Regions from separate parts of the Mus musculus genome. Here regions 1 and 3 are each linked to region 2. A link is a contact called in public Hi-C and HiChIP or PLAC-seq data. All regions are on one chromosome and are shown on one strand. The core of a region is the stretch at or near the end of the contact, and the rest is flanking DNA. Distances in the headings are between cores, read along the strand shown.

Region 1 (2,977 bases), core at 243-2,742, 110 kb before region 2:
ATTTCCCATTAAGTGTATACTCCCTTCCTATACTTAAAATTTTTGAAATCCACTTTCTGAAAAGAGGTAACATATTTCTTTGGTTCATTCTTAGGCACCTTATGTCGTATGTTCACTTTGCTAATTCAGTTCTGTTTGTTTATTCGGATTTCCCACCCCCCAAGCCTCCCCTCCCCTTCCCTCCCCTCCCCATTTAACTTCTCAATAGGTATGGGTGCTATGAACATGCCTACTGCTTGTGGAGGGATCTTATTGCTTTAATGGACATGTATTTTAACTATAGAAACATTGCATATATACATATAAGCACAATTTCAAATCACTGTAGTGCTAAGGTCAAATAAAACTATTTTTAATAGCTGCATATACTCTTGTAGATTTCCTCTACAGCACATAATAAAGTACTTTGTGAAAACTAGATTTGACTGTATATACTGTTTTATGTTTTGTGGCTTAACAAATTTTTATCAAAACACTGACCAAGTATTTTTATTGAGTGAGCCATCATTTCTCCGAGGACTTGGAAATCTATCACACACAAAGATCTCAGACAGGCTCATTACACGGCTGCCCGCTTCTTTATTATCATTCTCCCTTAAGAAGTAAGGGTTCACAGAGAGCTGGCTCTCTAGACACCTAGAGTCCTAATGTAGACTCACACAGCACACAAGGGGCCCCTTTCAAACTCTCCACTGGTGACATGGAGATTATCACAGCAGGGGCTCTGTAATGAGTAATGAACAATAAACCCCTGCCTGGACTCTCAGGGACTGTTTCTGGGGTGGATTCTCTCAAGGTGCTGCTAATGCTTAGGGTTCCCTACCTTCTATCACTGCTTGTGACTAAGTTCAAATGAAGGTTTCAAAATATCTAGTTTAAAAGCCAGTTTTTAACTTTTGAGAAAAGAAACAAACAAACAAAACCAATTTGAATGTACTAGAGCAATGTGACTCTGGTTTTGTCTCCTCTGACTGCAGTCACAGACGGTTGTGAACTTCATGTGGGGGCTGGGTCCCCTGGAAGAGCAGCCAGTGCTCCTAACCACTGAACCTTCTCTCCAGCCCTTCTAAACTCTACTCTCATCAATACACCATTCACAGGTATTTTAAGTGATTTTTTTGGTTTTAAGATTATTTTTGGTTATTTTGAAGATTTAAATTATGACTTGATTATTTTTAAAAATGTACAGAAGTACACCAAATTTTTCTTTCTGATGTTGGGGGGGTCCAACCCTTGGCCTCACATGCTCTAGGCAATAGCTTACACTGGGCTCTATCTAGGCTGGCCTTTCAAATGTATGCTTTAAAACTTCTGCCACACCTATAATTGTCTAACTTTTACCTCTTTCCATAGTTTCTTTTATCTCCTTTCTTGTTCTGGAGTTTACCCTAGAGTCTTCTCTGTCTCCTGCCTGCCTGTTCTCCTAAGTCAGCTAGGACCACTGCTTTTCTAGTTCCCTGTCCCTTTACTTCCGGTTTTGCTTCGCATTGCTTAACTCGCAATTTTCTCTTTATCTTAATGAAGGAATTACTTCCTTTTATGAAATGGTTTTAGTAAACCTTGTCATATCTATGTATTTTGATAAATCATGTACATTTTAAAATTAGTTTTAACTACATTTTCAATGTATCTTCAACTTGAGTTATTTTATATATATATATATATATATATACATATACATTATACACACACACACACACACACACACACATATATATATCTCAATCAAGTGACTCTAACTTTGGTTGATATTTGACACAGAGTGGATTTTTCTGCATTATGGTCAGATAATTTGTTAAGTACAGTTTCAATGTTTTAAATGCCCCTAAAATTTTCTTTGTAATATAGAATGATTCCAGTGTGCTGACTTGGTGAGTTTCTGTAGGCTACAAAGCATTATTAGCATAATAGCATATAGCTAATTAAGCGTGGTGAATCTTTACATTTGTGGATGTCCATTAGCTCTGAAAGGAATGAGTTCTAAGTTGCAACATCACTGTGGTTTTGCCAATTCTGCTACTTCTGAAACACATTTTGATGAAAAACAAGTTTCACGATTGCCACTTGGCAAACATTCACAATTCTCACGAGTTAAAAAAAAAATTAGCCTTATATTTTGCTTTAAATTCTCTAACAATATACCCCAACTTTCACCATCTGTTGTTGCCTGTGACATATTTCTAGTGCTGTCCTTTTTTTTTTTTTAAGTGCCTTTGGATTAGCTATGGTTGGCTAGAAGGAGCTTTGCATCCTGGTCTTTTAACAGAGCAGGATAGCTACAGGTGGTGATGAGGATGGCTGGTTTTAATTTTAAACTACATTCTGTTTTTCATGCTTATAAATGGCTTCTCTTCCCTGCTCCTTTTTTTTTTTCAGAGTAATTAGAAAAATATTAAAATATTTTCTTGTCTCTTTTTCTAAAAGGGACAAGTTTCTGGGGATGAACGTCACATCTTCCTCTGTCAAGTTCCTATTGATTCCTGCCAGTGCGACAAGAGCACTGAGGAGTCCCATGCAGTTTTCTGTCTTCGTCCTGTTGACCAAAACGCTGGGACGACAGACAGATCCCTGTTACCTGCTCTGTCTGAGACAATCTGCCAGGAGCATCACTGCTTGCTGCTATGTTAACAGCTGATATGCACAGTTCTCTGACACTTACATGGAGTCCATTATTCTAATTATTTGATTGGCTACAAAATGGCTTCACGGTTGGTATCCCCTTAAACCCTAATACATCTTTTAAAGTGCTGGTCCACTGTAAGTGAGATACCTCTGTGTGGCTCTCAAAGTCAGATGATCTTTTGTTTCCCTATAAGGCAGAGCTGTCTCAGCTGGCTGTAAAGAGTGAGTAATAGCCTTCTATTACTCTCTTTCCAGATACTCATTCCCCCTTCCCTTTGCCCCATTCCACTCCCACAGGCCTGCATGCTTATCATTTCTTCATCTCTAAAATGGAACATTTTAATTAGAAATATGT
Region 2 (3,251 bases), core at 244-2,743:
TTCCCTCCTTCCACAATGGGGTTTCCAGAGATAAACTCAGGTGTCCGGCTTCATGGCCAGTGCATCCAGCCATTCTGCTGGTCCATAGGAACATTTCTGCTATTCTCTCCAAAACTATTTTATATTTTCAGTCTACAAAATTTTAATCTGTTACAGATATGAGAAGAGACTATAACAGAAAAATGTTCATCTAGAACAGGAATCAACCAAGCCCAGTTCACTGCTGACCAACCAGCATCTGTTTGTAGGTTGTTTACAGGTACTCCTCAGCTGAGTCTAGTACAAAATATACTTTGGAACACAACGCCAAAACATGCAAAACTGAACATAACTAAGTGGCCTTTTCAAGCCTCCCTGTCTGTCTAGTGCTGTGAATGGGCACGAGAAAAGAACTCGGAGAAAAGAAGTGCTCGGCTGCTCGGCTGAGTAAGTGTACAGCATACACAGAGGAAGCAAAGAAGAAAGATGTGGCACTGAACCTCAGCCGAGCGTGACCAACAGGCATACCACCAGCACTCAGAAGGGAGAGGACACCTCAGGGAGAGGAAAAGGAAGTCCACAGAGCACACACAGGGCCCCTTGAGGAGGTCTCTATGACTAGGGTGCATATGGAAGGATGTAGCCAGTGACACCACAGTCCTGTAAGCGCTGGTCAGCAGTTTTGCACAGATGGACGGCCTATTTGGAGAGGAAGTGCCAAGTGCTGTCTGTGGTCATGGGGAAAGAAATGATCAAACATGGACAATCTATTGAGATAGCTATTGATAACTGAGATGCATAAATACAGAGTCTAGAGAGGGGGTTGCTCCGTGGGTAAGAGCACACACTGCTCCTGCAGAGGTCCTAAGTTTGGTTCCCAGCACGCACATTACACAGCTGACAATCACCTCACAGAGCTCCAGAGGGGCCAGTGTTCTTTCTGGAACACTGCACATGCACTTACCCATGTTCATACTCACTCATGCATACAAATAATTGTTAATCATAGATCACCTATACATCTTTTGTAAGAGATGTGTGCATCCTGACATATAGACCGGGGTTCTGTCGTAAAGGAAGAGGTCTGATTCTTTTTTCTGTCACACATACCAATAATCTACTAATTAGAAATACCTTGCTTACTACCACGTAGCTTTCCCAATCTTTGCATTTATTCTTATTTGCCGTAGCTGCTAATTAACCTTTTCAAAGCATGGGCCAAGAAGTAATTGGTGATCAATCAATTTTTTAAAAAATTAACAATTACCTAATAATGAAAACCAAACAAGTTCAAATAAACAATTTAAATAAGTTTTATATGATACTCTACAGTACTGTACTGTACTGTACAGTATCATGTTGTACTTTGCCTAAGCACTATATCAGAACCCAGAGTCTCCAGGTGCAGATGCTATAGCTAAGAGCTAATGAGCCAGCCCTGTAAGTTGTTGCCCTTACACAGCCCTCACACAGAGCCAAATCTGCCTCTTCCCCAATGCTAGTCACAATCTAAAACACCCTGACTGTGGTCCGAGTCATCTAGCTCAAGTCACATATTAACGAGGCCTCCTTCCACACAGTATAGGATTTCCCCCATCTCTCTGAAACCTTTAAGTATAGGCACCTTCCTTTGTCTGGCAGGACTAAAGCTATGGCATCAGGGTGGGACCACAGGACAGGCTGTGCTGTTAATAAATACCCTGTCCTAAAGACAACTGAACTCAATACGTCTCTTTCTTGAATACCATTCTCTTCTCACTCCCAAAAACCTAACACGCAGTCCAGAAGAAAAGTGAAATCTTCATCTTCAGGTTAAAGTGGTCACTGCTGCCGTCACCAGTTTACAATGGCAGTAATTAATTTAGAATTGAATAAATACTCTCAACCTTCCTCTCTCAGGTATGCACACTTACAGAGAGCCCATGAAGAACTTCTCAGTGAGTATAACTTCCCAGCTAGCACCCCCTTCTCCTCAATTATTCGCCTTATTCTTGACCAGACACAAAATAACTGCCATGAATACGAAACCAGGTGTGCTTATGGATTCCTGTAATCTCAGCCTTCTGGAGGATGAGGTAGGAGGGTAGTAACTTTGAGGCGAGCCTGGGTTACATGGTAAGACCCTGTCAGTAAAAAATCACAAAGCAAGGAGTGTGTGTGTGTGTGTGTGATAAAAGGTGGCTTTCAACTCTTCTTGTAAGTTTAAGACGCACAGTGAACCCCAATGAAAAAGACTGCTGGTTTTAAATCAACCTTCGCCATGACAGATGAGGACTCTACTGAAGGGCAAGAACAGATCCAAAGGTAAAGAAGCTGCCTTTCAACTTTGCTCTCTGATTCCACAGGCCTTAAAAAAAACATGCAAGAATATGCCTCTTGCAACTGTGGTCACATGCAAAAGTGAAGCAAGAAGCACATCTGTTTGGAGCTGGCCTCAAATGCCTCTAGTTCTTCTCCAAACCAGGTTCACAACTCCCACCCACAGAGAGAAAGCCAGGGCCTGAGGCGGCACCCAGGGACAAGCAAATTAGCATTCCCAAGGTCAACTGCTGACAGGCTTAATTGTTTACAGCAACTAGAATATGCTGGCTGCCGAAGTTAAGAGGCTTAACCTTCCAGCTTGCCCAACAGCATATGAAACTGATTTACCACATCAGCTACAAAATATGAAGAACTGTAGATGTGGATTCAAATGAACACACAACATTTTATACAGAAGCAAATGTAACAGGATCCTCAGAAACAATGCACTTTTTATTTTAAGCTGGCTAAACAATTTGGGGAAAACCCTAAAATACTAGCCACAGTTTCAGCAGAGGAGAGTGCAGGAGAAACTGAGTGTCTCATTCTTCCACCGGTTTGATTGGAAGACTCACCAGAACTGCTAAAGAGCTGCAGATCTAGCTGATTTGGCCATCTCTTATTTCTTACTCTGTCACAGAGAAGTGAAATAACCCTTATGTGTCTTTTGTCATCTCATAAAGTGTTATATGTGACCAATAAGCATAAGCAGTGTGGCTAGTCTGGAGTCTAGTGTACTGTAGGATTCTGATTTCAGTGCCCACGCTGTGTCAAAAGAACTCCTTAGGAGCTTTCATATTTATGACACATAAAAATATTTTATCTTTATTTACTTTTTAAATTATATTTGTGTGTATAGATGTTTTGACTGCATTATGTCTACGGATATACTATGGACATGAGTAGTGTCTAGTGTAGAAGCAGGTGTGGTATAGCCTGGGTTATAGGAATTGAACCTAGGTCCTCTGGAA
Region 3 (3,472 bases), core at 716-3,215, 88 kb before region 2:
GGTTCAATAAATGGCTACTACACAAATGAACAGAAGCAGAAAAATGAAACTGCACTGACCAAATAAATTTAACAGTTACCCAGTCTGTAAAACCCAGATTTAATGAGTATACAAGTTCTTTCTTATAGGGATCTTGCCTGAACTCTTACACCTAAGACCTTTTCTACACCACACACACACACACACACACACACACACACACACACACACACACACACACACACACGCGGTGGGTACTTGGGGGCAGAGGGACAGGGGTGTGTCTGATCTGCAGTAACAGAGTACTATCGGGTTATGCTGAGACTCAGCTAGGCTAATAACCTTTTAGTTTACAATCTGAAAGGGCTGATTTACCTAAACCCTGTAGTACTTACTTTAAGGACATGCCAAAAATTCACCTGCCTCCAAAACACAGCTATCAGCAGAATATGCACAACCGTGGGCCAGGAGAATGCTATGGTAAAAACCCATTCTCCCTTCTCTAGCTCCAAGGCATGGATCCTTTTGAGACAAAACACCTCAGGGATATTCCCAGCAGCCACAAGGCCGGAGTCAGAAAGCTGTAAGGGATCTCTGACTGCAGAATAAGGAACTGTGTGTTGTATCCAAGACTCAGCAGCAGCTCCATCACCAAGCATTAGCTCTTACACAGTCCTCACGCATCTCCTGGAACTCACAGAGATCCCCAATCTTTACTGGGAAGACATCTGAGTAAAGAGATTTCAAGCCTCTGAAAGGGTTTGGGTGTGGTTGAAATGGGTAACTTTGAAAACTTAGCAACACAGGATACACTATGAGTAAGTTCTTTAAAAAAAAAAAAAAAACCAAAGCTAACTCACCAGATCCTTCTGAAAGGGTTCTTTTATTAATTTCAGTGAAGTCAAGCAGAGAACAAGTTGTAATATGAAACACAATTTATGCAACTATGTTGAAATTCTCTACCAGAGTTGCATCTTCTAATGTACAATTTTATGGTAAAATAATTTCAAAATACTATCAAAAATTAGGCTAGGCTCCTTTTGGTTTTAAGACTATCATAGGAAAACCATTTTTTATATAAGTCATTGAAGTTCTAAGACAAAATGATAGTGTCTTTAAATTAGAAAAAAAAAATTGGAAGAGCTGAAACTAAACCTCAATTGAAATTACACTGTTGGGCAACTCCAAAAGCTAAACAAAAACATGTTAAAATAGAAATTGCAACATCAAGGGAAAACCATTCTCATATAGCGTTCTAGACTCAGCCCTAGCTGATCATGGATGAGGCGAGTTGCTCTGTCCTAGGTTTTCCCACAGTCAGCCAACAGGCTACTCACGATTTAGCAGCCACTTGGGTTGACTCAGGGAAAGGCATGTGAGGGAGGCCTTTAAAGAGCCAACAGAGATCCCCTGGGTGGGTCTGGTCTGCCTTTCAAAACCCATGAACTTCCCATTATATAATCTCAAATAAGAAAAGTATTTCCTAAGTTAACCGCCTAGCTGAGTGTACAGCAGGCTGCAGTACCGCCTGCCTCCCTCCCTCCCTCCCCTGGTAAGAAAGAAAAGGAAAGAGCTTTGTGAATGGCACAATCACCTTGTCTGGTAAGGACAGAAGATTAATGAATCCTGCTTAATAGTACTACTAGACTTTTTAACAAAACTTCCAGAAGCCCCAGTATCTAATCTAAAATTTCCATATTTTACTAATCTCCTATAAAATAAACTGTTAAAGAAACCACAGAATTCTGAGAAGCTTGCTTTTCCAGAAAGCCCAAGAAAAATACTTTAGTTTCGCCATTCTCAAATTCATTTGACTTAGAAACAAAGTAAACATATTACTCTATTTAATATCATTGCACAAGCAAATTCACAAGAATGAAATGTGTTCAGAGTTCCTAGAAAAAATGTAGCAATGCAGGCTGCCAACTTGTTCAATGTCAAGCACCAGGCAGCTCAGCACCAGCAGTGACTCAGAGTGAATCACGCTTAAGCTATTTTTGCTTTTAAAGTCCTGCCAGGAGCTGTGTTAATATTCAACCCAGAGTAAATTTAGCTCAACAAGAAAACAAGTGTTTCCATGGTTGCTTCTTCACGGTGTTTATGGTATATGCGCAGCCATTCGGCTTAGGAACCCAGCCAGATCATCCAAATTGAAATGCTCATCTCTCATTTACATCCAGGCATTGGAACACAGGAAATACCAAATGCAATTCAGACTGCTGTCTACCTGCCTTCCTGGATCCCAGACAGCAACATGGCAGGCAGGGCATCATTAAAGGCCCCTCTTCAAGTCTGTACCACTGAAGGAGCTCCAGAGACTGCTAGTCATAGGTTTTACTTGGTTTGTATTACAAATCAAAACTCCATTCTCTGGTTGTGGCGGTGTAACAGACTAAAGTGCCTAAAGGACTTAGCAAAGCAGTAGAAAATTAGAAGGACAGGTACGACATGGAATCTTTACACAGGATCACAGACAGTGACAGTCTGGTTATGTGGCTCAGGTTTTAAAATAAATTAGTTACAGGCAATGAGTAAGTAAGATCTGATTGTCTTTATGTTAGAAGAAAAAAATTCCACATAACATAAAATTTATCATCTTGATGCCCTTATTGTTTTTGCAACAGAAAGAAAAGTGTACTCCCTACACTAGACAGGGCAGCAGGCTGGCAGCAAGACAGGAGAGCCACCAGCAATCCATCTTAGCCTTCATTCATTAGTGCTACAGTTCCAATTCTAAGTGTCCCTCACAGGCCAATAATGCAAAAGCTTGCCTAGTGTGTGATGCTGCAGTGAGGTCTAATGTTTCTAATGTGGAATCTAGTGGAGGAAATCTAGCCCCAAATCTGTCATCTGGGGGCTAGGAGAGTACCCTTAAAGGGGATCTGAGCCCATTCCCATCTATCTCTTTGCCCCCTGGCTGCCATAAGGTAAATTCGCCTCCTTCTATGTGTTTCAGTCATAGTATACTGTGTTACCATTTGGCCCAAAGCAATAGATTGTTGAGGGAAATATTATAAAATGAACACGCCAATTCTCAGCCAGGCCAGGCTATGCTCCTGCCTGCCGCTACCAACTCTCTAGGGCTAACCCCCATGTCAGGTGATCTCACTTGCTCAGTCTCTTGGCAGTCAACTCTTCGCCCCACAGGGCCACAGGGTTCCCACTGGGCCATCTCTAAGATGTCCCCCACAAGTTCCTCACACTTCCATGCAACACCCCACACACCCTATGAAAAGCCATCTCAACACCTAATTATCCAGTAGAAACATCACTCTTAAAGCTTAATTATCCAAGTAGATTTATATAACAATAAGATCACAATTTACAAGATGCCAATACAATAATTTCAGAGCCAATTGATAATGATAAAAGTTTTACCCCAATTATTCTAACCTTGTGAAAATCTTAGCTACTAGTTGCTGTTTAAAACCACATGGGATCGGGATCTTCTTCCTGACTATCTGCCTCCATGTTGGCTTCTCCTCCTCCTCCT

Evidence for each region. HiChIP or PLAC-seq counts read pairs in DNA pulled down with a chosen protein or histone mark. Hi-C and Micro-C count contacts between places; a contact is called where the count stands out from the background.
Region 1: a Hi-C map of bone marrow-derived macrophages shows a contact between it and region 2, with 34 read pairs. The contact joins two enhancer-like sites. A contact is called at or near these places in 1 of 39 promoter capture datasets (hippocampal neurons), 24 of 484 Hi-C or Micro-C datasets (B cells, the C2C12 cell line, CD4 T cells and 19 more), 3 of 115 datasets of contacts at active chromatin or transcription factors (embryonic fibroblasts, embryonic stem cells and kidney) and 1 of 9 other capture datasets (liver).
Region 3: a CTCF HiChIP or PLAC-seq map of the NIH/3T3 cell line shows a contact between it and region 2, with 29 read pairs. The contact joins two enhancer-like sites. A contact is called at or near these places in 4 of 39 promoter capture datasets (the 3T3-L1 cell line, 3T3-L1-derived adipocytes and liver), 3 of 15 datasets of contacts at CTCF or cohesin (CD8 T cells and the NIH/3T3 cell line), 46 of 484 Hi-C or Micro-C datasets (the 3T3-L1 cell line, 3T3-L1-derived adipocytes, the AML12 cell line and 27 more) and 13 of 115 datasets of contacts at active chromatin or transcription factors (the NIH/3T3 cell line, Th17 cells, a beta-TC-6 cell line and 10 more).

What each region holds. Positions count from the first base shown.
Region 1 is chr15:59,500,171-59,503,147 of GRCm38.p6, reverse strand. The region is part of intron 4 of Nsmce2 (NSE2/MMS21 homolog, SMC5-SMC6 complex SUMO ligase); the gene reads right to left. Among named protein-coding and RNA genes, the nearest start is that of Gm36677, 120 kb to the left of the region's middle. Within about 2 kb of position 1,492, at least 18 of the 459 cell types and tissues checked have an H3K27ac peak or open chromatin away from gene starts, as enhancers often do. A contact at or near this core is called in bone marrow-derived macrophages, where this site is marked.
Region 2 is chr15:59,391,358-59,394,608 of GRCm38.p6, reverse strand. All of the region lies in intron 2 of Nsmce2 (NSE2/MMS21 homolog, SMC5-SMC6 complex SUMO ligase), which reads right to left. Among named protein-coding and RNA genes, the nearest start is that of Nsmce2, 19 kb to the right of the region's middle. Within about 2 kb of position 1,493, at least 95 of the 459 cell types and tissues checked have an H3K27ac peak or open chromatin away from gene starts, as enhancers often do. A contact at or near this core is called in 3T3-L1-derived adipocytes, the NIH/3T3 cell line, bone marrow-derived macrophages and 9 more, where this site is marked.
Region 3 is chr15:59,479,249-59,482,720 of GRCm38.p6, reverse strand. The region is part of intron 4 of Nsmce2 (NSE2/MMS21 homolog, SMC5-SMC6 complex SUMO ligase); the gene reads right to left. Among named protein-coding and RNA genes, the nearest start is that of Nsmce2, 110 kb to the right of the region's middle. Within about 2 kb of position 1,965, at least 228 of the 459 cell types and tissues checked have an H3K27ac peak or open chromatin away from gene starts, as enhancers often do. A contact at or near this core is called in 3T3-L1-derived adipocytes, the NIH/3T3 cell line, bone marrow-derived macrophages and 9 more, where this site is marked.